4 separate regions of the Sus scrofa genome follow, and regions 2, 3 and 4 are each linked to region 1. Evidence: chromatin contacts called from public HiChIP or PLAC-seq and promoter capture Hi-C data. All regions are on one chromosome and are shown on one strand. The core of a region is the stretch at or near the end of the contact, and the rest is flanking DNA. Distances in the headings are between cores, read along the strand shown.

Region 1 (2,865 bases), core at 173-2,672:
CCCTGATTCTTATCCAGAAACCTGTTTTTCTTCTTTTTACTATAAAACTCCCTGCAGTACTTTTCAATGTAGGGCACAGTCTTTAAAGCATTAGCCTGCTGTGGCCTCCTCTGCCTGGCAAGGCAATAAGGGCTACTTTTTTCCTCTTTCACCCAAAACTCTGTGTTTCTATTCAGCACCAGTGGACAGAAGCCGAGTTTCGGCAACAAAAAGGATAAGAAAACCTCTTCTGTAAAGAGCTGAGCTCCAACTGAAGGAACCTGAGGAAGTGGGAACAATTCTGGAACCACTGCTGTTTCTGAGGTGAGAACAGAAGAGGCAAGGATTAACTGGAGATTAAGTGCTATCAGTGAAGTGAGGGTAATTTAGCAACTGAGTATCTCTAGTAATAAAATAAAAGTAGCATCATTGGTAAGCACACTTTAAGCTCTCAAACAGGGAGCATTTTACAACTGCTGCATGACCTGGGCAGAAATAATGTTTTCTATTAACTCTGCAGCTGGCTTTATCTTTTCTTTTCCAATCTCATTAATGGGAGCGTCGCTTTTTCTCTTTTCGGTCCGACCTGATTTTTTCACTCTTTCATCAGGAGAAGCAAATACCACCATGTCCAGAAAAAATAAAAATTACATTTCATGGAACAAAGAGAAAAAACAAACTCATATATATATACATATGTGCATATACATACACAAATATAAATATATGCAATTATTTCCTCCTTTCTCTCTCCGTCCTAAAGATCAGCAGGCTGGGGTAAGGAAACAGGAATCTCAACGCACTGAGCCTTTTTTTGGAGGTAAGCCAGGCCAGGCTAAAGACACACCCCCGCTACTCTTGCGCCCAGGAGCCCCACAGGACCGTGTCCGGTTTCACTACCACACTTTCTCCCACCATCCACCACACACCAAACCCGATGGAAATAACAGGGAGCCTGGGGTGAAGCTGACCCTTCCCGGTATCAGAGAGAACGGCCAGAGTACAAAGACCTGGGCTGGTATCTGTCTACGAGTTCTCTAGAGCTGCCTTGGGAGGGAGCTCTGGTTAAGCTGTGGCTTTGAAAGCTGTTGTTCTTCAGACTGCGTCTTTTTGTTAGGGGCCTTCACTGTGGGGTTCATAAATCTAACTCGGAGCCATTCTGGGCCGCTGCATCTGTGCGGCCCCGAAGCGGGCGGACAGAGGATGCATCGGGGAACCCAATGTCCACTCAGCGTCACAAACTACACAGTCACTGCAGCCCTGCACACACAGGGCCGCGCCGCCCCCGCGCCGCCCCCGCGCCCATTTCCTCAATGCACGCGAGCAACTCACCTCTCCGAGCCGACACCAGCAAGGAAGGCGGAAGGAAAGTAGGCGCAGAGGCCTGTGGGAGATGTAGTCCCGGCTAGGGAGGGCCTGGTCCGCGCCCCAGCTGGCTGCGCCGAATGCGCAAGTGCGGGTTGTCCAGCTCAGGCGGAGAATCCCCAGGGTCCTTGAGTCTCCGAGACGGTTGGACTGCTGCCTGAGAGCCTTCGAGGCTGTCCCAGGCTGACCGAGGCACCCTCCTCGAACTTGGGTTAGCGTTGTTTTTGAGAAACCCCTACTAGTGCTAAGAGAAGTGCAGCAGGCACCTAATATATGTACTACGCACATAGCAGGTGCTCGGGTGTGTATACCCAAGCAGGACGTGGTTGTACCTCAAGACTCAAAATCCGGAGTTCCCGTTGTGGCTTAGGAAGCGAACCCAACTAGTACCAATGAGGATGCGAGTTCGATCCCTGACCTCGCTTAGTGGGTTAAGTAAGGATCCAGCATCGCCATGAGCTGTGGTGTAGGTAGCAGACGAGGCTGGGATCCAGCCTGTGGCTGGCGAGCAGCTGCAGCTTCAATTCGATCCCTAGGCTGGTAACTTCCATAAACTGCAGGTGCGGCCCTGGGGGGGGAAAAAAAGTCTCAATATCCTCCAAACCCTAGCAGAACCTGGACACACAGAGGTTGCTTAGTGCTCGCTCCCTCCTCCCTTCCTATTCTCTCCCGGATTGTTTTGGTTTTTTTTTTTTTCCCCCTCCTTCCCTCTTGAGCTTGTGGACGGATAGTTCTGTAAAAATCTGTTAGGTTAAGGTAGTGGGTATTGTCATTTAGATGTTATTTATCCTTACTGATTTTTAAAAAATCTAGTCCTAGTAATTACTAAGAGAGGTGTGTCTATTTCTATTTTCCTTTTAGTTCTACCCGGTATTGCTTCAAAGTATTTTCAAGCCCTGTTAAATACATACATACATACTGATGAGGACGATTGAAAAGTGAACATTAGGAAGGGTGTCTTCCGAAGTCTCTCAGATGAGTAATAATTGAATTCATCCCGTCCTGGGTTCATTCCTAAGAAACCGGATAAGCCTACCAGGGACTACACTGTAGCAGCTTCTCCATCTTACATTTTTTATGTATTAGTTAATAGAAGGAAGAATTTTTCTTCTCTCAAGAACATAAAACTTTTTTTAAAAATATAAAACTTTAGAAAGTATTTGAAAATGTCTAGGCTAATCTTAGTTCTCATTTTGCAAACAGGAAGATATGAAGTAGGAGTCACATGAAAACTATGATTGTGAATTTCAGTTTTTGCTTCATATATTTTGAAGCTCCATTATTATAGTACGTGCACATTTATGATTGTGTGTCTTCCCGATGAATTGACCCTTCTTTTATGAAACATTTCTCTGTATCTAGACAAATTTTCAAGCAAAAATTAAAAGCTAAAATATACAGTGCTCTTTCTTTTTACCAGGCCGTTTTAAGACTGTTGCATGTATTAATTATTCTTCATAACTCCATCATGTTAGTACTATTTTGATCCTCATGCAACAGACACAGAACATGGAGAGGTGA
Region 2 (2,865 bases), core at 254-2,753, 240 kb after region 1:
CTGAGCAAGGCCAGGGATTGAACCCACATCCTCAAGGATACTGGTCAGGTTCCTTACTGCTGAGCCACAATGGAACTCCCATAACAAAGGAATTTTTGAAGGTTAATATGAACATTTCAGGGAAGAAGCAGCACTCAATAATCTTAGACACTTTTTGTACATGCAACAGTGCTATTCTTTTAGCCCATTTGAGGTGGGGTTTTTTTGGTCTTTGTGCCATTTCTTGGGCCGTTCCCACGGTATATGGGAGGTTCCCAGGCTAGGGGTCTAATCGGAGCTGTAGCTGCCAGCCTACACCAGAGCCACAGCAACGCGGGATCCGAGCCACGTCTGCGACCTACACCACAGCTCATGGCACCGCTGGATGGTTAACCCACTGAGCAAGGGCAGGGATCGAACCCGAAACCTCATGGTTCCTAGTTGGATTCGTTAACCACTGCGCCACGACGGGAACTCCCCATTCGAGGTGTTTCTAAGGGGAATGGCAGAAATAGTGAGGCAGAGAAAAATTATGAGATAACAGGCTTTTCCTGCAGCTCAAACTTTGTGTGACTTTTGAGTGTGATATGCAGTAGCCAGAGCCGTGGAGACTACATTTCTATGATTGTGTGAGCTATGTTTCTATGTTCTAGGTCATAAGTTTCTGCTCTATGTTATGTTCTCTATTTCTATGATTCTTGTGTGAGCTCTTCAGATCCTGTGAGAGCTCTTCAGTTGAGGAAGTAGACTAAGTTGGCAAGGGTAGTGCTTGTTTGTTTTTTGGCTGCGCCTGTGACATGTGCAAGTTCCTAGGCCAGGGATCGAACCCGGGTCACAGGAGTGACCCAAGCCACTGCAAGGTGATAGTGCAGTTGGATCCTTAACCTGATGAGCCATAAGAGAACTCCAAGAGTAGTTTTTTTGTTTTCATTACTTGCTGTTGCTATAATATATGTCGCTTTGCCTGAAGTTTTGTGATAATAAACATGGGGTAGCTTATGTGATTTTGGTTTTATGACGCGTGTATGAATCCACAGGTGACTACTGGAATGTCTCCCTAACTACTTCGTTGCGTGGTTGTAAGGGTTTGTGTAAATGTGCTTTTCTTTTATATAAATAAATGGGGCTTACACAAAGAGCCAATTGCAATCATGGTCACAAACACAAACGTCATTTACACATATGCCCATGCACACAATTACACTGTCACAAAAGCATGACTCCAGGAGCTGTCACAACAGCCAAATACACTTAGTCCGGAGACTAATTTCCGTCACACACCCACATCCTAATCCCTCCCTCCGGTTGCTCCTGCACTTAGAAACCTAACACTCCAGACACTCCTCTTGCCAGTCCTGGGGCGACAGGATTCGTTACCTTCAGCATCCTCAGGAGGAGCTCTGGTCCAAGCTCTGACTCGAATTCCAGGACCCACGCAGAGCCCTGCCTACTGAACCCGTCCTGGGAAGCCCTCAACCGCCTCTGCCGCTGACCATTCACCCGACGTTCCTACCGGAAGTAGCTCTGGCGCGCTGTGGGCTCTGGGAAACGTAGTCCGCGAGCAAGGAGCCTGGGAGGCTAGCGAAGTAGGTAGATCTTCCGCCAGACTTCCTGCCGCACCTGCGCGCTTTCAATGAGGCTATGAGAGATGCCACCACCGCCCAACTGAGGGGCGCAAACTCGGATCTGATGCAGAGAGCTTCAGCCTCTGCTGTGCGGTTGCTATGCTGGATGTGTTTTCTGTCCACGTATCCGAAAGCGCGTCAGATCGAGAGGGAGAGGATTATGTGACAGCGAGTGGAGGGTGTCAAGCGTGAGAAAACTCGTATGTGAAAGCGGATGTGGTGCATACTTGTATAGGTTTAGGCGGTGAGCTTGGCCACGCGCAGTGTTTGTGTGGTGGCATAATGTGATGTGATTTAGGTATGCGCTTGAGACAGTGATTGGTTACTCATGATTGCGGGTGGCGCGGTTACACAGGCAATGACCTTGTAACATTCAGTGTGCCAGGTCTACCTGTGACTACTGGGAGGATTTGGCTGTGGCGAGTGTCCGCGGGTGAATTTCACTAGAGAAGGGAGGAAGCTTGTCTCTTAGGACTAGGAGGCACCGAATGGATGAATCACAGATTCCTGGTGAAGGGTGAACTGGTTCTGAGCCTTATCTTGGCGGTGGAGGGGAGGGGGGGGTTGTGAGGTGATACTGTGTGTCTAAGTGTGCATGAGAGACTGGAATTAACTGAGAGGGGTGGAAACTAGTACAGATTAACTGCCAGAAGGGACAAATCTATGGTAAAGATTTTTAACCTTGCTGAGAGGCCAGAAACCCTATCTCTTGTGTGAGGAAATGTATCTGTGAGAACATGGGATTGTGTTTCTTTGTCGATTCTTGATCATATGTGTGAGATGGTGTGCACTTGAGACTATCACTGGGAGAGAGTGTTGAGTGAAACGTACGAAGTTTGTGAAAGTGGTTTGTGACTAGAGCCAAATCTCTGGATGAATTTTATGACAGTGAAAATATATGTTCAGTGAGTGAGTATAATGCTGTGATTTGAGTTTGATATTTTAACTGAGTATGATTGGGTAGGAGATCACATGAGAGATTTGGTAGATACATTTTTGTGTGTGTTAGAAGGCAACTTATGTAAGTTAAAATCTTGATAGAGATAGTGTATATGGTTGTGATTTTATATTAGTAACTACATGAGAGACTGCAGTATTACAAGTGTGTGAGATTGAGTTTACTACCTATAAAAAGACAATGATGGGAATTCCCATAGTGGCTCAGTGGTTAATGAATCCGACTAGGAACCATGAGGTTGAGGGTTCTATCCCTGACCTCGGTTGGTGGTTTAAGGATCCGGTGTTGCTGTGGCTCAGATCT
Region 3 (2,865 bases), core at 217-2,716, 130 kb before region 1:
GGTGTACGTTGCAGACATCGCCCGGGTCCTGTGTTGCTCTGGCTATGGTGTAGGCCAGCAGTTACAGCTCCAGTTGGACCCCCTAGCCTAGGAACCTCCATGTACCACAGGTGCAGCCCTGAAAAGACAAAAAAAAAAAAAGGGAGAGAGAGGTATCTTTTTTTTCTTGGTCTTTTTAGGGTGGCACCTGCAGCATATGCAAGTTCCCAGGCTAGGGGTCAAACTGGAGCTGCAGCTGCCAGCCACAGCCATGGCCACGCCAAATCCAAGCCACATTAGCAGACACCACAGCTCATGGCCACACAGATCCTTAACCCACTGAGCAGGGCCAGGAATTGAACCTGTGTCCTATTTGTTGGGTTCTTAACCCACTGAGCCACAACAGGAACTCCTCAAGTGACATATCTTTATTAAGCATTAATTTTCAGAAGAAGGAAAGCAAAAAAGAAACTTCAACATACTTTGGACACTGCTTGTAGAAGTTCAGCATGCATTCTTTCCTTCTCTTCTGCTCCTCACTTGGCAAAGGGTAGAACTAGATGAGAAAGTAATAGTTTGAGACACCAGGTTTTTCTGATTGCTCAAACTGGTCAAGTCAGGGCTCAGCCCCAGTCTCAGCCCTAAGCCTCAGCACACACTCAGGGAATGGAGATCAGAGGAAAATGGGGCGTCCCACCCAATTTCAGTGTTTCAGGAGAAAGTTGAGGTTACAGCTGTCGAGGACTAAAGTCTGACCAAACCTCACAGAGGTTTCCTAGAGACAGAGCTGTGAAGTAACAATCGCACAGTTGACAGGAGCCTCCTACCCATAAACGCGGTGCTACATTCATGAGGCACAGACATACTTAAAACAAGGGAACACACACTCCACACCTGCACACATAGAACCACACATGGCAACACAGATAATATACCAAACTCACCATGGAACACATGTTACATTCGCATAGCCGCAGGTATCCTAGTGTCGCGTGGTCACAATCACACACCACCATAGGGACACACGGTCACAACCCCATATGCAAAAGGGTCGCAAAATCTCCCCTTTTTCAGTCCGTTCCGCCCGCACAGGCACAAGCACCAGCCTCCGTATCAGCCTCTGGCCTCCTCAATTTCAGCCTCCTCCAGGTCCCCCAGGATCCCAACCCGCAGAGCTGAACCAGTGCCCCACGGGCCCACGATCGCCCACCTCATGGATCTAACAGTCCCGCCAGGCGTGACGCAAATTTCGAGTTCCTGCGAGAAGAGCGACCGGCCGCTAGGCCCTCTGGGAAATGTGGTCCACAGTGGGCCCCACAGCTGATTTCTCTCAGCGCCCTGCTAGGGCTCACCCTGATCGACTGCCCCCGCAACTGTGAATTTAGTCGGGCCTCAGAGACGCCACGCGCGGTAGCTCGGGCACTCGGGCTTAACCACCTGAGCCGACCAGGCTCACCCCGGTCTCCCTCACACAGGAAACGCCCCCTCTGTTCTGGCCGGAAGTTGAGTCAAGCCGTGAGGCCTTCTGGGAGGTGTTGTGTTGTGGAACGTCCGTTGGGAGGCAGACGCGGTGGGGTGGTTCGACGTTGCCAGCGCCTGGCCCGGGCCTTCCTCGGGTCTCCTTCATCCATCCTCTCGGAAACTGCGCGCTAGATGTGCATTCGGGCGTTTCCGGCAGGTGACGCTGCCGTGTCCCCAGAGCGGGACTTAAGGAAGGGGCTCAAGCCATCTGGGCAGCATCAGCGCGCGGCTAAAGGGGTGGAGCCTTTAAGGAGGCCCCAAGTGTTTGGAGTAGCGGCAGTGCGGAGAATGCTCCTGGAGAGTTGTTGGAGTTCTCAGAACGAGAAACTGTGGTGGAGAGTTACTGTGTGTGTGTGTGTGTGTGTGTGTGTGTGTGAGTGAGAGAGAGAGAGAGATTGTGGTGATGTGAGAGTGATGGGGGTGTGGTTGTGTATGAGTGTGATGGAGTAATTGTGATAGGATGTGTAATGGTGATGTTCGTGATTGTGATTTATGAAAACGTTTGTGGTGTTGTTTGTGTAATTGCTAGGTGGATGTGCAATGTGTGAGTGTGGTGAGGTGTTGGCAATTGTAATTTGTGTAGTGGTTCTTGTCTTGCCTGAGTTGACTTCTGTGTAGGCATAATTGGTAACCGCTTGAAAAAAATTGTATTTGGTTTCAAGTGGTCCTTTTTCCTCATTGCCCACTCTTTGTTAGCCCTCTTTCCTTTGGTGACATTGTCCAGATTTATTTTATTTATTTATTTTTTGGGCCTTCTTTTGGCTTTTTTTATTATATGTATTATTTATTGTCATTATAATAATGCTGCCTGACAAACAGCTCTTAAACTCGGTGGAATACAACAGCAAGCATTTATTTTCTTGTTCATAGGGTTACAGGTCCTTTATGTTCATTTTACCTAGGCTGGGCCTGCCTGGATGGATGGGCTGCAGAATGGATTCAGACCTGCTCCATAGGCGTTCTTTCTGCAGCTCAGGCTAAAAGGACAGTGGTTACCAGGACATGTTCTTCTCATGGTGGATCACCAGAGTACAAGACAGATCTTAAAAGCATCCTTAAAATTTCTTTTCCTGGAGTTCCCGTCGTGGCGCAGTGGTTAATGAATCCGACTAGGAACCATGAGGTTGCGGGTTCAGTCCCTGCCCTTGCTCAGTGGGTTAACGATCCGGCGTTGCCGTGAGCTGTGGTGTAGGTTGCAGACACGGCTCGGATCCCGAGTTGCTGTGGCTCTGGTGTAGGCCGGTGGCTACAGCTCCGATTAGACCCCCTAGCCTGGGAACCTCCACATGCTGTGGGAGCGACCCAAGAAATAGCAAAAAGACAAAAAAAAAAAATTTCTTTTCCCAATCATACTAATATTGGGTT
Region 4 (2,865 bases), core at 260-2,759, 130 kb after region 1:
TAGATCCCGCACCCAGATCTGACCGCCGCAGAACCAAAAACAAACTCACCAGCAGACAAAGACGACGATGGCGAGCCAGAAAGCTTGCGCCTGCGCACTCCTTGGGCTGGGTAGCACTCCCAGAGGTCTCCTGGGCTTCAACAAGCCCCGGCTCACTACCCTGCGGAGTCCGATGATGTTGGTCGGTCGCCCACTTTGGTGACTGTGGACTACATTTCCCAGAAGTTTCAGTGATTCCAATCGTCTTTCGCGCTTTCTCAACTCCACCATAGCTTTGGCACTGTCTCCCTTGTCGGGGGACAAGTGTCTCTAGGCTGAGCCTCAGGACTTAGGTAAATAACATTCTACCTGTGTTAGGTCTACTTCTGGGAGAGGGCAGTGATATGCCTCGGGTTATATACAATAAGCTCACTTTAAGCACGCTGGGGTGATTCCCACTAGAAGCCACAGTGCCAGGGTATGCCAGGAGCGCCAAGCTCCAGGGCGCGTTTGAGGTTGGGGGCGAGCAGGGGTGAAGAATGGAGTGGTGGGCGGATCTCTTTGGCCGGGTTCACCCCCGGCGCCATCTTGTCCCTCGCGAGTGCGGCGCTCAACTACATTTCCCAGAGGGCGCCGCGGTCTCCGGCGGCGGCTCTGAGCGGAGCTCTTCGGCAGCCGGGCCTTAGTCTCGAGTGGTTGAGCCCGGCCGCTGATGCCCTGCGCGGGAGATTGGAGGTGAAACGTCTGTCTCGCGGAACCGGGATCAAGACTTGTTTTAAGTCTGTTCAGGCGGAATGGGCGGGTTTGGGGAGGGGAGTGTCGGTTATGAAGTTGTGTGTGACTCTGTGCTTCAGTGATGTGTCTTTTTTTTGTGACTGTGTGTGATACCGTGTTTATGTATGTGAGGAGTTTTACGTAGCGAGTCGCCGTGGTGTGATACTGTGTGTCCCTGTGGTAGGTGTGTGAATTTTTTCTAAATGACCATGTGTTCCTCTTTGTGTGCAGGCATAGGGAGTTTTGTGATTGTGCTTCTGTGACTGCGTCCCAACGGAAACTGTGTGGCACTGTGCGGAGGGAAGAATTTATGACTGAGGTTGTTACCTTTGTGTCTAGCGGTAGATATGTGACTGTGCAGCACTGGATGCGTAAATTTGAGGGTCGGCACTGTGTGTCACGTATAGTCATATGTGAGAAACGGGATGGCTCTTCCCCTTAGCAGTAAAGACCTTGAATATGATATTGAGGTTAAAGTGGAAGCCTAGATCTTCTCTGTTAGCCTTCCTCTTTTGGGGGCGGGAGGGCAAGGGAGTAAGGTGACTTTATCATTTGGACCCCAAGAAAGGTTCGGGAGTTCCCTTCGTGGCGCAACAGAAACGAATCCGACTAGGAACCATGAGGTTGCTGTTGATCCCTGGCCTCGCTCAGTGGGTTAAGGATCCGGCGTTGCGGTGAGCTGTGATGTGGGTCGTAGGCTGGCAGCTGTAGCTCCGATTGGACCCCTAGCCTAGAAACCTCCATATGCCGCGGGTGTGCCCTAAAAAAAAAAAAAAAAAGTTGTTCTTGCCCATCTCGGTCTATTAGCGGCTCATTGGGTCTGTCCCTTGTAGTGCGGAGCCAATAAACACACCACGTGCTTTCGATTAAAGCAGAAGCATGTATTACTTGTGACAAGTAAGGAGACAGGGAGATAGCTCTCAAAGCACTGTTTCTCCAGAGCTGGAGGGAGAAGTTTTAAACCCGGGGTGGGGGTGAGGGGCAATGCATAGTCTCGAAAAGGCAGGCATATTAAAGAGGCAAAGGTTACTCTAGGTTGCCAAAATCTGTAAGCAAACATGTGTTTTGGTTGTTTGTTCCCACTAATTTTTTGAAACATGTGGTGTTTGGAACTTTATGCAATTTAACGGTTTCTGCAAAACCAAGCACACTTTGGTTTAACCCCATTTTTTACTTACTGCTGTCTAGCTAACATAGTCCTCTTCCAAGAGAAATCTCAGAGGAGGAGAAAATATTAGTTGTGACATCTAAAAGTCTTTTTAAAGGTGACGATATTTTCGCTTTGTTTTTTTCAGGAAGTGATTTTTTTTTTCTTGGCAAACGCATAACAAAGACCCGTCATTAACCTGGAACCTAGTATTTCTCTTTGGAAACGTCTTCCTTGAACTTCCTAATTTTTAAAATTAATATGGCAAACAGTTTATCTTGTGTGCTATTTTGTTTTTACACGTGTACACATATGAAGATATATAGATACATATATATTTTTTATGTTTTCATTTAAGTGATGTTATTATAACTTCTCACATAATTGAGTTATTTGAGAATATTTTATTATTATTATTATTTTTTTGTCTTTTGTCTTTTTGTTGTTGTTGTTGTTGTTGCTATTTCTTGGGCCGCTCCCGCGGCATATGGAGGTTCCCAGGCTAGGGGTCCAGTCGGAGCTGTAGCCACCAGCCTACGCCAGAGCCACAGCAACGCGGGATCCGAGCCGCGTCTGCAACCTACACCACAGCTCACGGCAACGCCGGGTCGTTAACCCACTGAGCAAGGGCAGGGGCCGAACCCGCAACCTCATGGTTCCTAGTCGGATTCGTTAACCACTGTGCCACGACGGGAACTCCTATTTGAGAATATTTTTAACATTAGTGTTGTTTTATTGTATGTGTGACTAACGCAGTATCCAGTCTGTATTGCTACAAACATCCTGATTTTGGAGTTCCTGTTGTGGTTCCATGAGGACGCAGGTTCTATCCCTGGCCTCAGTCAGTGAGTTAAGGATTCAGTGCTGCCTTGAGCTGTGGTGTAGTTCACAGAGGCGGCTTCAATCTGGTATTGCTGTGGCTGTGGTGTAGGCCGACAGCTATAGCTCTGATTTGACCCCTAGCC

The links. Promoter capture Hi-C pulls out the DNA fragments that hold promoters and counts their contacts. HiChIP or PLAC-seq counts read pairs in DNA pulled down with a chosen protein or histone mark.
Region 2: a promoter capture Hi-C map of liver shows a contact between it and region 1, with 3 times the contacts expected there. The contact joins the promoter of LOC106510528 here to the promoter of ZFP14 in region 1. A contact is called at or near these places in 2 of 5 promoter capture datasets (fetal liver and liver), 1 of 47 Hi-C or Micro-C datasets (heart right ventricle) and 2 of 2 datasets of contacts at active chromatin or transcription factors (alveolar macrophages and skeletal muscle).
Region 3: an H3K27ac HiChIP or PLAC-seq map of alveolar macrophages shows a contact between it and region 1. The contact joins the promoter of ZNF829 here to the promoter of ZFP14 in region 1. A contact is called at or near these places in 1 of 47 Hi-C or Micro-C datasets (skeletal muscle) and 1 of 2 datasets of contacts at active chromatin or transcription factors (alveolar macrophages).
Region 4: an H3K27ac HiChIP or PLAC-seq map of alveolar macrophages shows a contact between it and region 1. The contact joins the promoter of ZNF260 here to the promoter of ZFP14 in region 1. A contact is called at or near these places in 1 of 5 promoter capture datasets (liver) and 2 of 2 datasets of contacts at active chromatin or transcription factors (alveolar macrophages and skeletal muscle).

The regions. Positions count from the first base shown.
Region 1 is chr6:45,986,217-45,989,081 of Sscrofa11.1, reverse strand. It overlaps ZFP14 (zinc finger protein 14 homolog), which reads right to left and starts at 1,422. Exons shown (of 4, transcript XM_013998455.2): 1 at 1,312-1,422.
Region 2 is chr6:45,742,482-45,745,346 of Sscrofa11.1, reverse strand. It overlaps LOC106510528 (zinc finger protein 461), which reads right to left and starts at 1,503. Exons shown (of 4, transcript XM_021097140.1): 1 at 1,357-1,503. The coding sequence starts at 1,365.
Region 3 is chr6:46,120,127-46,122,991 of Sscrofa11.1, reverse strand. ZNF829 (zinc finger protein 829) reads right to left here and starts at 1,466. Exons shown (of 6, transcript XM_013998466.2): 1 at 1,190-1,466; 2 at 462-535. The coding sequence starts at 494. ZNF568 (zinc finger protein 568) reads left to right here and starts at 1,486. Exons shown (of 8, transcript XM_021097146.1): 1 at 1,486-1,657.
Region 4 is chr6:45,856,718-45,859,582 of Sscrofa11.1, reverse strand. It overlaps ZNF260 (zinc finger protein 260), which reads right to left and starts at 1,509. Exons shown (of 5, transcript XR_002345315.1): 1 at 50-1,509.